Linked DNA regions of Hordeum vulgare: region 2 is linked to region 1. A link is a contact called in public Hi-C data. All regions are on one chromosome and are shown on one strand. The core of a region is the stretch at or near the end of the contact, and the rest is flanking DNA. Distances in the headings are between cores, read along the strand shown.

The links. A called contact is a pair of places that touch in the nucleus more often than the background predicts.
Region 2: a contact with region 1 is called in a Hi-C map of seedling, with 3 times the contacts expected there. The contact joins the enhancer-like site here to the promoter of LOC123412369 in region 1. A contact is called at or near these places in 3 of 6 Hi-C or Micro-C datasets (leaf and seedling).

The regions. Positions count from the first base shown.
Region 1 is chr7H:96,813,044-96,820,480 of MorexV3_pseudomolecules_assembly, forward strand. LOC123412369 (protein RICE SALT SENSITIVE 3) reads right to left here and starts at 3,575. Exons shown (of 7, transcript XM_045105316.1): 1 at 3,159-3,575; 2 at 2,949-3,002; 3 at 2,644-2,859; 4 at 2,377-2,482; 5 at 2,231-2,272; 6 at 1,939-1,995; 7 at 812-1,665. The coding sequence starts at 3,295. The coding sequence ends at 1,174.
Region 2 is chr7H:97,454,162-97,461,598 of MorexV3_pseudomolecules_assembly, forward strand. No RefSeq gene overlaps it. Among protein-coding and RNA genes, the nearest start is that of LOC123413208, 200 kb to the right of the region's middle. Within about 2 kb of position 3,445, at least 2 of the 3 cell types and tissues checked have open chromatin away from gene starts, as enhancers often do. A contact at or near this core is called in seedling, where this site is marked.

The DNA of each region.
Region 1 (7,437 bases), core at 2,325-4,824:
CGCGCTGCCGCAGATTAGCTTGTTCCCGGCCGGGACCAACGACCAATCCACGTCCGGCGATCCTGATTGACTGAATCTGAAACAGCTTCAATACATACCCCCCTCCTCCGCGCCCCCACACCCACCCTCTGAGCCCTCTACAGTCTCGGCGCCAGCCGGCCAGCCAGCCGCGGCGGCCGCCGTCGACAGCGCCGCGGGATCCGTTAGTGGCAGGGAGGAACCGGACAGCAGCGCCGCTGTTGCTTGCCTGCATTTCCTCGCTCAAGGCCGGCGCACAACAATCATTCGATCGCTCCCGTGTCCTCTTCTCGCACTGATGATTGTGTTGTACCACACTGTTGCCGCCGGGACGGTGGGGCACGCCCGCCTCTGCTCTGCTCAGCTCTGCTGCCGCTTCAACGGCTCATGAACCCACAATAGTTCTCCGCAGAAGGGCGAAGACCGGCGGCCTCGGATTTCTCTCCATGCATAAAGCTCCATGCTGCCCATGGCACTGTGCTCAGTTGAGTTATGACGTATGACCGCGCCTCCGTCAAAAACTTGGGAGAATTTTCACCCGATCCCGAGCACAAGAACCAAAGATAGTAGTAGGATCCATGGCACCGTACGCGCCTAGCTGAGCTCAACAAGTTGAGATTGGTCGTATCGGACGCGCATTAGTTGGCCGGAGAGGAGGCACCTGGGCCCCGGCGGGAAAGGAGCAGTCAAACGAACGCGCTCGCATGGAATCGCGACGCGGAAGGGGGAACGGAAGGACGGTTGTCCGATTGGGGCACGCCGGCCATTGCCGTGTCCTTTGCTTCCTCAGGTGTCATGCATGCATCTCAATCTCATCTCATAACAAGCATGTGTAAATGCGATGGACAAAGCCAAAGCCAATCATGCATGCACACCGCTACTTCGTAGCTGTTACATTGTACTCTATACGTACTACGTCCAGATCAAGTCCAAGTCCAAGTCGTCCAACGATATACTAGTAATCAGCAGCGTGAGGCACGGACAGACACTGTGCCAATGATTTGGGGTTAAGCAGTCCGTCCATGGTTTTGGCGTGGGTGGGATGGAACGATGGGTGGTCGTGGGAATAATATCATGGATTAATTAATTGATTTTACACTAGCTATTGAAGAAGCCATCGTGAGGAGAAGGACAACGACGATGACGGCGGCCGGCCTAGAACCCGGCATCGCTGGGATTGCCGCCCGCGTCGAGGAAGTAGGACGACATGGGAGTGGCGGCGGCGGCGGCGGCGCTCGTGCTCGTGCTCTCGCCGCCGTTGCTCGGCATGGATGACATGTCCATCGCGTGGCAGTGGGCGTAGCCCTCCGCCTCCTCCTCCTCCTTGGCCGCGGCGTCCGAGGGCGGCGCCACGCCCGGCATGGACCCCGGCGGCTGCGGGGGTGCCGGCACCACGGACGGCAGCTTGGAGAGCAGCGCCTCGAGGCTGCTCATGGACGGCATGATGTGCATGGGCGCCGGCCCGGGGGCGTAGGGGTCGACGTACATGTCCGGCGGCGGCATGATGCCCGGCCAGGCCGCGGCGCCCACGTCCGCCACCGGGAACACGCCGGCCGACGACGGGTGCGGCAGCAGCACCCCCGGGATGCTCTCCAGGTACCCGAACTTGCGGCGCAGCGTCACCACGTAGCTCAGGTCCTCCGCCACCTGCATGACAACGATCGATCGATGAAACAAACAAGCAGCCCCGGAGCTAGCAGCATCACATCATCATTACACAACCACTCACTCACTCACTCACTCGTGCAACCAAATACTATCAATTAAAGCCACTGCTGCTACCACTAGTGGCGCTGCACGGTCGCGCGTGCGCCACATGTTGGCTTCCGTTCTCGGGGGAGAATCCATTAAAGCTCGGTAGAATAAGACCGGCGAGCACGCAGTGGGCTATAAACACACGGGCTAATCCAGGGGGCGCACCTTTTTCATGGAGCCGAGCTGCACGACGCCCTCCCTGACGGCGATCAGCGCGATGGTCTGCACGCGCCACAGAGGAGAGGAGAATTAGAGAAAGAAATGGGAAAAGAAAAGAAAGAAACTAGTGATGCTACGCTGCCATGGCAGCTTTCAGCTTTGAGCTTTCAGCTCGTCTAGCAGACTGCATGCGGCGCGGCGAACGATGCGGCAGCAGCAGCAGCAGCAGAGGGTGATGGAGCAGGCAGAGAGCTTTTGATCAAAAGGCCGGCGGCGATTGCGATTTGTCAAGGCGTACCTGGATTCCAGACTGGAACTGAGCCTCCCATGTCCTCGGTTGCTGCACCGGGTCAATAATTTCATGGAGGATGGTTAGTTAAGGTTAAGCAGGCGATGGCACAGTAAGCTCGAGGCTAATGTTTTGGGGCCGGAGGAGCAGCTTACGGAGTCGGCGGGGTTGTTCCAGGAGGAGATGAGGCTGATCTCCTGCTCCGGGGGCTCCTTGAAGATCCACTTGTGGCTGTGGTCCGCCGCCACTTTCCCTATCAACCTGCAGGCGGCGACCAAGAACAGAGATGCAGCCTGGTTACTTAACTTAACCATTAGTCAGCAGCACCGGTGACCGGCCGATCGATCACCTGCTTAGCTACCTAATCCGATCATAAGCCAGTTAATCTTGGGCAGTAGTAGAAGTATAGCAGGAGTACTGACCCTTCGCCGTAGTTGTAGATGTCGTGGGACATCTTGAAGAAGAGCTCAGGCTGCAGGCCCAGGCCCAGGCCCTGCTTCGCCTCCTGCGCGGCAGCCTCGCAGTCCGCGTACGCAGCCGCCGCTGCAGCTGCGGCGGCCCCTGCCCCCTCTTGGCCGCAGGCGGCTGCAGAGGTGGTGGCCGCGAAGTTGCAGAATCCGTCCTCCCACGCCAGGATCCTGGGTGCAAGAAACCAAAACCCCGACACAGTAAGTCCCAGACCAGGCGACGGTAAAAAAGACTTGAAGTGTTTGCCTCGCGCGCGTACCAGTTCCTCCTGTTTCCCCTGGTCCTGTCATACGCCACACCTGGGAGATCCCATCTGGTAAAACCGACGGAGCCAGCAAAGGGATTAGCAATCGTCAAAGAGGGCGCAGTGCGGCGTTAGGAGATTGATCGACGGGCGGCGGCCATGGTGTGTTTACGGGCGCGTGATGAAGATGATGGATGGAAGAAAGGGGCGGAGGCAGGGGCTCACTTGGGGGGAGGGTAGTTCCGGGGGAGGATGCGCCAGAAGACGGCGTAGACCCACTGCGAGGCGTCGCTGGTGCAGAGGCTCCGGAGCGTGTGCTGCAGCAGGTGCGTCACGGCCACCGGGCTCAGCTGCTCCTCCATTGCCGCCGCCGCCGCCGGAGATGGAGAAGCCGGGCTGATTCAGTAGCAGGGAGTGGAGAAGGAGACGCCGATCGAGAATATGGGAGAACTGGCACTGGCTCTAGCTGCTTGCTTAAGCTTGATGCTGGAGCTGGACTCCCTTTCGCGTGTGTGATCTCCCTCTCCGTATGGCTGTGAGCTGAGGCTTGTGAGGCCAGGCCACCATCGAATGAGAGCGCCACACTTGCCCGAAATTTATACCCCCTCTCTCTGTACGTCTCTGTCTCGAGACTCAAGATGATGGGGGGACTGCTTGCTTGGGAGTATAAAGCTGATAAAAAAATATGTATCCTCCCCCCCCCCTCTCTCTCTCTCTCTCTTGTTGTGCCCGGCTTTTCCACATGGTCCACATTTTGGCTCTTATTATTAGTTGTGGGAAGAATGAGAGAAATCATGCTCGTGTTTTCGGTCCTTGGAGCGAGTTGATCCCAACTGTCCCCTTCATGCCCACACGCAAAAAAAATATAGAGGAGGACTGTGCTTCGTACGGCTCCTTGTGGATTAATTGCGATGCTGGGATGGGAATCGCTGAATACTCCACTGGCGCTCATCCTGCCTCGCCCATGCATTGCGTTCCCGGGTTGTCTTTTCTTGCGGTATATACTTGTTCTAGTATCTTTCGCGTTGAGCAAGAGCAAGTGTCACGCACGTCTCCAAACTAATAACGGGACGAGATGAGTTCAGTGCCGCGTGTGCTACCGTGCTAGCTATGCGCCATAGCACTGACATAAAGTTACTGGGAATGCTAAAGCAGGGAGTCGTAGCATTCATCCCCAATTCACCGTGAGGAAACAGAGCAAAGGACATATAGGCTCCTAGGTGCATTTTGGCTCTGCGATGAAAGGCAATGTCTAGATGGCGCGTAGGCGCTAGGAGACAGCCAAACGCCTCATCTCGGGCACATCTCTAATACTTTGTATGTAGTCTTGTTGGTAAAATTGTTCAACCAACAAGGAATCATACAACTATTTGAATGGTTGCATCTAAATTATCCAATAAGAGAAAACGGAATAAATGCAATTGCTCTTTATTTAATCTTGGAGCTTGTGTAAGAGTTGTTGGTTAATCTACATACGAATTTTCTCTCTCTCCTCATCTATTTGTTACCACATCATCATATATCATAGGTGGTAAAGTTTACCAATAACTATCTTACAACTATTGAAGATGCCCTCAGAGAAAGCATAGACTGGAAAAGCAACAGAAAAAAGACTGATGGAAAATGTTCCATATAGCATTAATGAGTTCTTTTTAATAAAAGAATAACACCAATAAGTTAAATGATCCGTATTCAAATGGACAATAACCGATTAGTTTACCCATTTCCACACTAAATAAATGTGTGTGCGTATGTTCTTGTAGAGCATGGTTAATAATATAGCCAGCTGATGGCTATAAGGAACTACCATGTCATATATAACCGTCATCTGTAGACACTCATACAATAATGTTGCTATAAGGTTGGCTCTTACATTAATCTTGTTTTCATCTTCTCTCTATCTCCTCCTTCAGATTTATTGCATTTACCTAGGAATAAGTATATAGCTAGGCTTCTGCATAAGAGCCAACTCTCCTTCTTTTTCACATCTCTCTCCTTCACATAGGCACTTTTGTCATGTAAGTGGGCTCGTACGAATGACTTCGACCCTACTTGAGGTCTCATCCTCTAACCCGTATGGCATGTCACATGAATGGTCAATAAAAGTTAAGATTAGTCAACACAAGTCAAGAAGGTCAACAGAAATCCAAGCAAGCTCTTCAGGGTCCAAGAAAGCCGTCCAAACAAATTTTCATGTTCAATAAGTCAAAGGAAGAAGAGCTTATAAAAGAATATGTCAAAGATGGGCGTAAAGGAGCAAAGAGGGCCAAGCCCAAGATTAAAAGCCAAATCCTCCCCTAATGGGCCTCCACCACACTTGTAGCCCAAGTAGAGGCATATCGGCCCACCTCTTGTTTTCTAGCCTTGCTCATTATATATTCATATAAATAATGTTGGAGTACCTATGTTCTCTAACTAACCAAGGATTGAAAGGACCTTCGAGACGTCCGTTATGTGGTGGTGTACCGCGAGGGCCTCTCGAGGGGCTCTTGACGTCGTCCGATCTGCCCGCATTGCTCGTTCCTGGGCAACCCGCCTTGACGATCATTAACGGCTAGACTGCAGGTCTGTCCGTGGGGCCTCCGTCATTGGATGGCCTTCGTTGAACCTGCGAGTGCCCCGTCTCATGATGTCCCGTGCCTGAAGGACCGGCTGGCTCGTCTGTCGACTACTTAGTCTCGCGCAAGTAGGCTCCGGTTTCGATTGGCTGCACGTTGATACATGTCCAATGTATCTATAATCTTTTATTGTTCCATGGTATTAATATTATCTTTCTAGTATACTTTTGGGTATTTATACATCAATTTATATTATTTTTAGCACTAACCTATTGACCCATTGCGAGTTGTTGTTTTGTGCGTGTTTTTAGCTTTTCAGGTTATAGTATCAAACGAAGTCCAATTGCCATGAAAGATTTTGGTGATTTTTTCTGGACCAAAAGAAGACCTGAAAGCTTCGGGAGGAGGCCAGAGGCCTCACGAGGGGAGCACCACACAACAAGGCGTGCCCATGGGTGACTGCGCCCTATTGCCTCGTGCCGCCCTAAGCTGCCTATTGGCGTACCTCTTCGTCTTATAAATTCACATTAATCCCCAAAAACCCTAAGGAGCACCCCAAAACACTTTTTTCGCCGTCACAAGTCTTTGTTCCGCCGTGAGGCCATCTGGAGCCCTTTTCCAGTGCTTATACGGAGGGGGAATCGACCACGGAGGACCTCTACATCAACCCCGTCGCTCCATGGTGATGTGCTAGTAGTTCACCGTAGACCTACGACTTTGTAGTTAGTACCTAGATGGCTATCTCTCACTCTCTCTCTCCCTCTCTCTCTCTCTCTCTTGATCTTCAATACAATGATCATTGCATCTTTGCTTTCATCTATCCCATGTAACTCTTTTGTGCGGTGCGTTTGTTGAAATCCCATGAATTGTGGGTTTATGTTCAGATTATTCATGATAAATATTTAAGTCATCTCTGAATTCTAAATATGATTCTTATGTGCATGATCATCACAACTTCTTAAATCTTTCTGATCTATAGATTTGGTTTGGCCGAGTAGATTGATCTTTTTCCAGTGAGATAGGTGCATTGTAGTGGGTTCAAGTTGATGGATTTCTATATCCGAGTGACACAGTAGGGGACAAGATACGTCTTTGTATTGTTGCCAATAAATGTAAAATGATGGGGTTAATTAAAATTAATTGAGTTCTCTTTGTCTACATCATGTCATTGTTCTGCAAGCATTACTCCGTTTTACTTACTACTCTAGATGCATGTTGGATAACGGTCGACGGGTGGAGTAATAGTAATAGGTGCAGACAGGAGTCGACCTATTTGCTTATGGACGTGATGCCTATAGATACATGATCATTGTCGTGAATATCGCATAACTATCCGCTTTTCTATCAATGTCCCAAGAGTAATTTGTCTACCCAACGTATGCTTGCTTTCATGTACTAGTAGAAAATGGCCCATTTCTCCCGGTTCCAGAGGCCCATTAGCCCCGGTTCTGGAACCGGGACTAAAGGGCCGGGACTAAAGCCGATAGCATTTAGTTCTGGTTCCCTTACTAACCGGGACCCAAGGGTCTCCACGTGGCCTCTACGGGTAGCCCGTGCAGGAGGTTCTTTTGTCCCTGTTGGTCACACCAACCAGGACAACATGGCATCCACGCGTCAGCATCTGGCCGGAGCTGGGATTTTTGTTTTTTTTGAATGGTGGCGGTGGGTTTGGGGGGGGGGGAGGGTTGGAGCGTTAATTTAGTGGTTTTCATATTGTGTTAGCTAGCTAATAGAGAGAAGTGTCCTCTCTTTCTCCATGCTTGGTCAAACAACAAGTTTTCGTATATCTATCCGACGCTATTACATATATATAATATAAAATATTTTACAATTAATCCAAAACATCATCTAATTAAGATCCGATGACAAATCTACACGGCATTCTCCGTCTTTAGGTATGACGTGGTCAACAAAGAATCCCGCCAATTCCACTTGAATTTCTCGTA
Region 2 (7,437 bases), core at 2,195-4,694, 640 kb after region 1:
AACGGTGATCTCACAGAAGAAGTGTACGTGGAACAACCCCTCGGCTACGAGAAGAAAGGCGAAGAAGGGAAAGTTTACAAGCTCAAGAAAGCACTTTACGGGTTGAAGCAAGCGCCGAGAGCTTGGAACTCAAAGTTAGACCGAAGTTTGGTCTCGCTCGGGTTCAAGAGATGTCCCCTCGAGCACGTAGTCTATACAAAGAACTCCAAAGGCTCAAACCTGCTAGTTGGAGTTTATGTCGACGATCTGATTATCAGCAGAGATAGCGTACAAGAAATTGAACGTTTCAAGGCGCAAATGAAGAACAAGTTTAGCATGAGCGATCTTGGATTACTCAGCTATTACTTGGGCATCGAAGTGAAGCAAAGCTCCAGAGAGATTTCCCTATGTCAATCAGCTTATGCGGTCAAGTTATTGGAAAAGTGTGCCATATCAGATTGCTACGAGACACAAGTTCCAATGGACCAACGTCACAAGTTGAGCAAGCGTAGCTCAAATCCGCCGGTGGACACCACAATGTATCGAAGAGTTGTGGGCAGCCTAAGATATTTGGTGCATACCCGACCTGACTTGGCTTATTCAGTCGGGATCGTGAGTCGTTTCATGGAGAATCCGACAACCGAGCACATGAGCGTGGTCAATCAAATCTTCCGCTATGTGAAAGGCACCATTAATCTTGGTTGCACGTATAGAAAGGGAAAGGAAGGATTGATCCTTCATGGATATTCAGATAGTGACATGGCAGGTGATGTTGGTGACCGAAAGACCACAACGGGCATGGTTTTCTACCTTGGCCCGAATCCAATTAGCTGGAATTCTCAGAAGCAAAAGGTGGTGGCACTGTCTTCATGCGAGGCAGAATACATAGCGGCAAGCACGGCGGCTTGTCAAGCAGTTTGGCTGAGAAGACTCCTAGCTATTCTTGCAAAGCGGGAGGTACAGAAGGTGTCATTGAAGATCGACAAGCAATCTGGAATTTCGTTGTGCAAAAATCTGGTTCATCACGAAAGGGGCAAGCACATAGATACCCGGTTCCACCATATCCGGGAGTGCATTGAAGACGGGTTGATCGAGGTTCAACATGTGAACACAAAAGACCAACTTGTCGATATTTTCACCAAGTCCCTCGGTCGACAGAAGTTCATCGAGATGAGGAAGAAAGTTGGAGTGCAAGAAGTGAAGTCAAGCAACAAGATTAAGGAGGTGAATGTAGAAGTTAATCATGTTGCTCATGTAGGATTAGGAAAGAAAGGCAAACCGAGTCCTAGTAGTATTAGGATTCCTAGTCCTAGTCTATTTCCATAATCCCTTTGTGGATATGTAGAAAAGACACCCTAGGGGTGTTGCTTGTAACACCAGAAAAAACGAAAAGCAATACAAAGCAAAGGCTCGACACGGGCCTTTAGCCATCAAATCCATCGATCAGTTTTATTCGTGTCGCTAGTTACGCAAGTTCCGTCAAGTAGCCGGTCGAAGCAAGAATCGCGTAGGCATGCCTGTACGACTGCATACGCACGTTCAAAAGCCAACACAAGTTTGGTGGGCCAAGGAGGAGGGGGCTTGGGGGTCCGCGACCTAGCCACCTAAAACAGGTGCCTCCTGCTTAAGATGTTGCATCGTGTGCATGTGTCGGCGTCGTCCTCGCGATGGGTGCCATGGGTCTCGGCGGATCTGGACGGCCGTTCGCTCCTCCACCTGTCAGCCAGTAGGGTCGTCGGGGAGCACAGTGCCTTCACTGCTCCATCTCTATTGGGGGATCACCAGGGTCCGGGGGAGAGATGGACGGTGGACCTCCTTCTGGTTCGACCACTGGCTCCCATGTGGGGTAGTGGCCACGACCTTCCCTGCCCTGCTGTCGCATGCCACCTGTAAGGAGGCTACTGTGTGGGAGGTGCACGCTCGTGGCCTGGAGCGATTGCTGGTTCCTCGGCTGAGTGCGGTCGGCGCGGCTGAGCTCGCGGCCCTCCTACCCCTCATCCACGAGCCTCCCCCCCCAGCTCCTGGCGATGATGAACAGACCCTCTCGAGGTGTGTCGGGGCTCGGGGGTGCTCGTCCCCAGCTCTGTCTATGCCCTGGAGTGGTTCCGTGGGCTGCGAGCAAACTTTGTTGAGTTCGTCTCGGGCTCATGTGCGCCTTCGTGGGTGCGTTTCTTCGGGTGGCTGCTGGTCCAGCGGCGCATTCATACGCGTGATGTCCTGCTTCGGAAGCATGTTGTTGAACCCCCGGGTGTCAGGTGCCCCCCTGCTCCATTGCCCTTGAGACTGCGGATCATTTGATCTTTGGGTGCTCTTTTGCCCGCGCCTTCTGGAGGACGGTGGGGGTTGGCGTCGTTGGTGAAAATTGCCATGTGGGGGCCTTGCAGGCGCTTGATGTCGGTGCGGTCGCAGGGAGCACATGGTCTGCCACGTTCACGCTGATGTGTTGTTGGCAACTATGGAAGCACCGGAATGTCGTGGTGTTTCGCGAGGTTGCGCCGTCCCTTGCAAGTGTCCTCAGCTGCTGCAGGGAAGATTCGGTCCTCTGGCGTGGACTTCTCAAAGAGGCGGCGCGTGCGGACGAGGATGGTTGGTTGTGGGTGTTTTCCCCCCCATGGGAGGGGGTGTGATCCCCCCCCCCCCCCCCCCAAATATCTACTTGTCCCTCTCCCTCTATGTGTCTCTCTCCCCTATTGCCTCTTGGAGGTGTGTGGTAACTATGTAAAACTGGGATGGTTATAGTTAATGGAAATAGAAAATGATTCAGGTGGAGGGCTTTTGCCCTCCTCCATGACCTTCAAAAAAAATATATAAGCCTTTTTAAATTTTTTAATACGGACTACATATGGAACAAGATGGGTGAATCTATATACTAAAATATGTCTATATACATATGTATGTAATCCGTATTGATATTTAGAAATGGGGGGAGTACAAAATTTCTCAATTAAAAGATCAAATTCCTTCCTCTTTTTTTTCTTTGAAAATGGAGATACTCTGGTGTTCTGCATGCACAAGATTGCCCCATGTTCCTTCTTATCTAGTCTGATCAGTTAAAAGGGCCCCTTCACTCACTGAATTATCTTTACCATTTTGAGAAAAGTGGAAGATTGGGATGCACAACTGCCCCTTCATTTTGTGCTCCGAGTCACACGTAAGAGAACAGACTGGGATTGGACAATGCTTCTAAGTCAGGATGAAACCAATGGGGGGCACCCTGAAGTTTCATCGTCTGCACAACACAAGTAAGAAGCGCACTTCAGGATGTAGTATGATATTGCAGGATAGCGGTAAATTTTGCTGTTCCTCTCACGGAAACTGGAAGATTAAACTGAAAGAGCCTAGCGCCATACCAGCTAAGCATTGCATTGGCACAGCAATGCCGCTGCGCAATAGCCCTCGTCACGCCCGAATACGGCCAATGCGAGCGTGGTCAAAAGACATCTGGTGCTAAACGATAAGTCTCTGAAGATTTAGATCCAGGCCCCTCCAAGCCTGCCTGTAGATGTAGAGACAATCAATACGCACCGTGCAGGAAAGCGATAAAACTGCAGGTGAAACTCACCTAATAAAGGAACTAATCCCACTGTATCATAGCCCCAACACATGAGCAAATTCCAGGCCTGGCTGCACTGCAATGTTGAGGAACAGTCGGTGCCGACGCGAATCCGGCGCTTTCCGACCGTAAACGGAGACGGACAGCTGAATGACAAAGGGCGAGCATGCAGAAGGATGCCCCGGCCGCCGTTCGTGGAACGCCATGCCATTGCCACGCATCTTCGTCTTGGTGCGTGATGACCGTCTAACAGCGTAGGCGGCCCTCGGCTCAGCGATCCCACTACCAATGGCTTCCCGCGAGTTATGAAGCAGGACGGGGCACTGTATGCTCCCTATAGCAGCTCACTGCAGCTACGGCATGTGTGGCGCCTTTGCAACATGATTGTTGACCAACCCCTCGGCGTAACCCCACTCCATGATTAATGGGAGATTATTCGTCAGTACGGTTCGGATCACGGCATGGCGCCGTTCGGACTGTCGTGTGATCTCTGATGGACCGGTGCCGAGTTCCTTACTGGTTTACCGAAAGGGTAAGATGCATGCAGTCTATGAGTATTCCCTTGTTTTCTTTGTAAGATTGGTTGAGTGTACGCTGAACAGCGGCGGCGTATGGTAATTTCCGAAGTTCCATTTGCTGCCTTACCCGGAAAAAGAAAGAAAGGAAGAAGGAAAGAAAGAAACAGGGGAGAAAATGTTGGGAGATGGTGTGGTTCACGGGGTGATCAAACCAACGCATGCCTTAACAAGAGGAGAGCCATCAAATCAGTCAAGTGCTTGGCACAGGGCATGGCCCCTGACAAGTAACGCTCAACCTTCTCCTCCCGGCCAACACCTGCCATTTGCAGCGGACATGAGCACCCGCCACTGTCCGGCGACCACATATGAGGAGCTCCCCTGTAAAATGATGGTCAGGGGGACACAAGTGTCACCTCGCCACTAGTCTGCTTATCCTGCTAACTCCCTCGCCCTCATCGTCTTTACAGAGGGGAATGCACATGGAAAAGGCAGAATCATTGGGGGCATCAAGCCTGATGATGATCCCTTTCTTTCTTACGACCATTGGGCCTCCATCTTCCTCCCTGCGTGTGTGACTGATGGATTCCTCACCAAACGGCAAAGGTGGCAGCCAGCAGCTCTACATGGGGTTCGGTCGCGGTGACAGAGAAAAGGAGGAGAGATCTGCTTAGAAAATAACAGCCGTCGTATCGGGAAAGTTGTGGGGGATGAGAACTTCTTCCCGTCTTGGCAGGTTGGACGATGATGAAAGCTCATGACTGACTTGCCCGCCCAATTATTTGAATCGATCTGAGATGACCGGTTGACTGGGTTCAGGGATAGGTGGTGTCCATGCACAAGTTCAGGAGCTAGCCTACCCCGAGACCACATGCACTTGGGCAACCTGCCATGGTAGCCTTTTTCACTTTGTAACCGAGGCACCCAGCATGTTTACTTTAGGCACAGTGAGCTGGAAATGAAGCTATCAATCTCTTCTCTTTAGCCACAAAGTCTATAGACTAAATTTGAGAATGCAACTATTCTTGACACCTCGACAAAAGAACATACGACCCTCTTTTCTTTTAAAAAAAAGAGGAAATATATTAATATCATCAAAATACCTATTACATTTAGCCTCTACATCAACAAGATGTCTCACACAAACCTGAAAAGAAAATAAACAAGAAAAAATGAAGGCCTCGCCACAGTGATCACCTCCTCTCAACAGCAGCATAAACCATCATTAAAGAGAACACCCCAAAAACATAAAAGATCACCAAAAATGATGCCTTCAAAAAAGAAACAGTGCACCAACACTATGGTCGTCCAATAAAAAATCGTAGATTTCCATTATGTAGAAAGTTCGAGCTCTTAAAATAATATCTTCAGCGAGGCAATTGCGAGGCACAACAAATGAAGGTCGAACATTAGGTTTCCACCCTGAAAGTCATGACTCGGCACCCGAGGAACATCACCAAAAATGGAATCCTCCAGTGTTGCCGCCCCCACTTGTGAGTGCTACTTCTAAAAGTTATCAAACACCTTGTTGAACCCATCGCCTCTAAGGCCCCCTCCGTCTTACTAATCCTCCGATCTCAGCCACCTTGACTTTCTCCATCGCTGTCGCCATGGAAATAGAGATACCTACATGTTCCATTGTGTTGACAAACAAACAGAGCTTCGCGTCGCGCCTTTATGGAGCTGCGTAGACTGATATGGACGCGCACAACTGGATTCTATCCAATTCAGATATCTGTGGGCAAGATCACCGGTAGCAGTTTCGAAACACGTCGTTAGCCGGATCAAGGAGGACCGATCATGCAGATTGTTGCCGTGATGCGACAACATCACTAGGACTGCCACCACACTGTTGCCTCCACCACGCCACAACCATCACCACTATAGCCGAGGACACCGACCCACGCTGCCCACAGCCTGCACTATGTGCCGAAGAAGTACGTCAGATCTGGGCAGATCCCAGTTCACCGCCACCCCCTCGCCTGCACGATCTACCAACTCAAAGCCCGTCGTGCGTCGCCGATCCCAAACGACGCCATCGTGGGGATCCTCCACCGCAACCCTACCATCGTGGTGTCCCGGCCCAGCCGCGCCGCCTCATGTGAAGGCCCCGCGCGATAAGGCGAAATGCCCCGCTGTCGCTGACGCCGGCTAGGCCTTGCTCGGTCGCGTCCTTTGACGACGGCGAGGGAGGAGGGTGCTTGCGGCGGCGGCGGCTGGGGCGCCCTCCCCGTCTCCCATGGAGCAATGTGGGTGGGTACCACATATGACCCTCCTACCCTGATCCTTCTTTCATTCGAACTCCCTTTAACAAATGGCTTGATTCATTGTGGATCTGATCGTTTTGGGATTTTTTTTCTTTTTTCCTCACCTACGTAAGTTTGGTCACATATGGCTTTCCTAATTGCTTGTGAGATGTGACAACCTAGTTTGTTAGGTTTGGCTTCGTGTCGTTCACCCGAGGGGGCGGTGGTGGCAAGGGTAAAATGGAATAAGTACATACTACACTACCCTTGTCAAGGTTGCATTGAGTTTTCAAAATGAAATATCTCTTTAAATGTGTGTCTAAATTGTGAATCATTTTACCTTGCGTTCTTTCCATCGAGTTGTTTGAAACTATATCACATGTTGATAGGTTTCAACAAAAGAAATTTAACGTAACTTCTGCTCTCTAATATACTAAACTTGCACTCCCTCGAATACTGAGCCTGCCTTGGTAGTGTAGTTGTGTTCTTTATAGAGCATTTGTGCTTCACATGTAGCGTATTTGCGCTCTCTGCGTAGTGCATTTGTGCTCCTAGCGTAGTGCAGTGCTTGCTCTCCGTGTGATGCTCATGTGCTTCATGGCAAAGCATAGTTCTTCTTCCCCGCGTAGTGCACTTGTGCTTGACGACTTCCTATTAACTAGTGCTTCACCATGCGGCTAAATTACGCGCTACAGACGTCTACCAGCAAAAAAACATAGAAAGCTGAAGACCCTGAAAAAAACCCGGACTAAAACAAAATAAAACAGAAAAAACCCGAAAAAATAAAATCAAAACCCCATGTGTGCCCAGAGAAACCCATCCAGAGGGTACCCTATAACTAGTTCCTCACATATTTATAGCGGCTCTAATTAGAACAAGAAATGACATCCATTGGTCTAACAACTGTAACACACCTAGAAAAATGTCACAATTTTTTCTAATGTTGTGGATCTCAATTTTTTTTCAAGATTAACACAAAACTAACATATCCTAACAAAAACAAATAATAACACAAGTAAATCTTATTTGGCACTTGAGGCACCAAATAATCCCCACGAGACTAACTAGGTGGCATATTAGGTGGGTTCTTTTTGTTTTAGGAACTTTCTTCATGGCACCTTTTGCTTTTCACGGAGAGATTTCT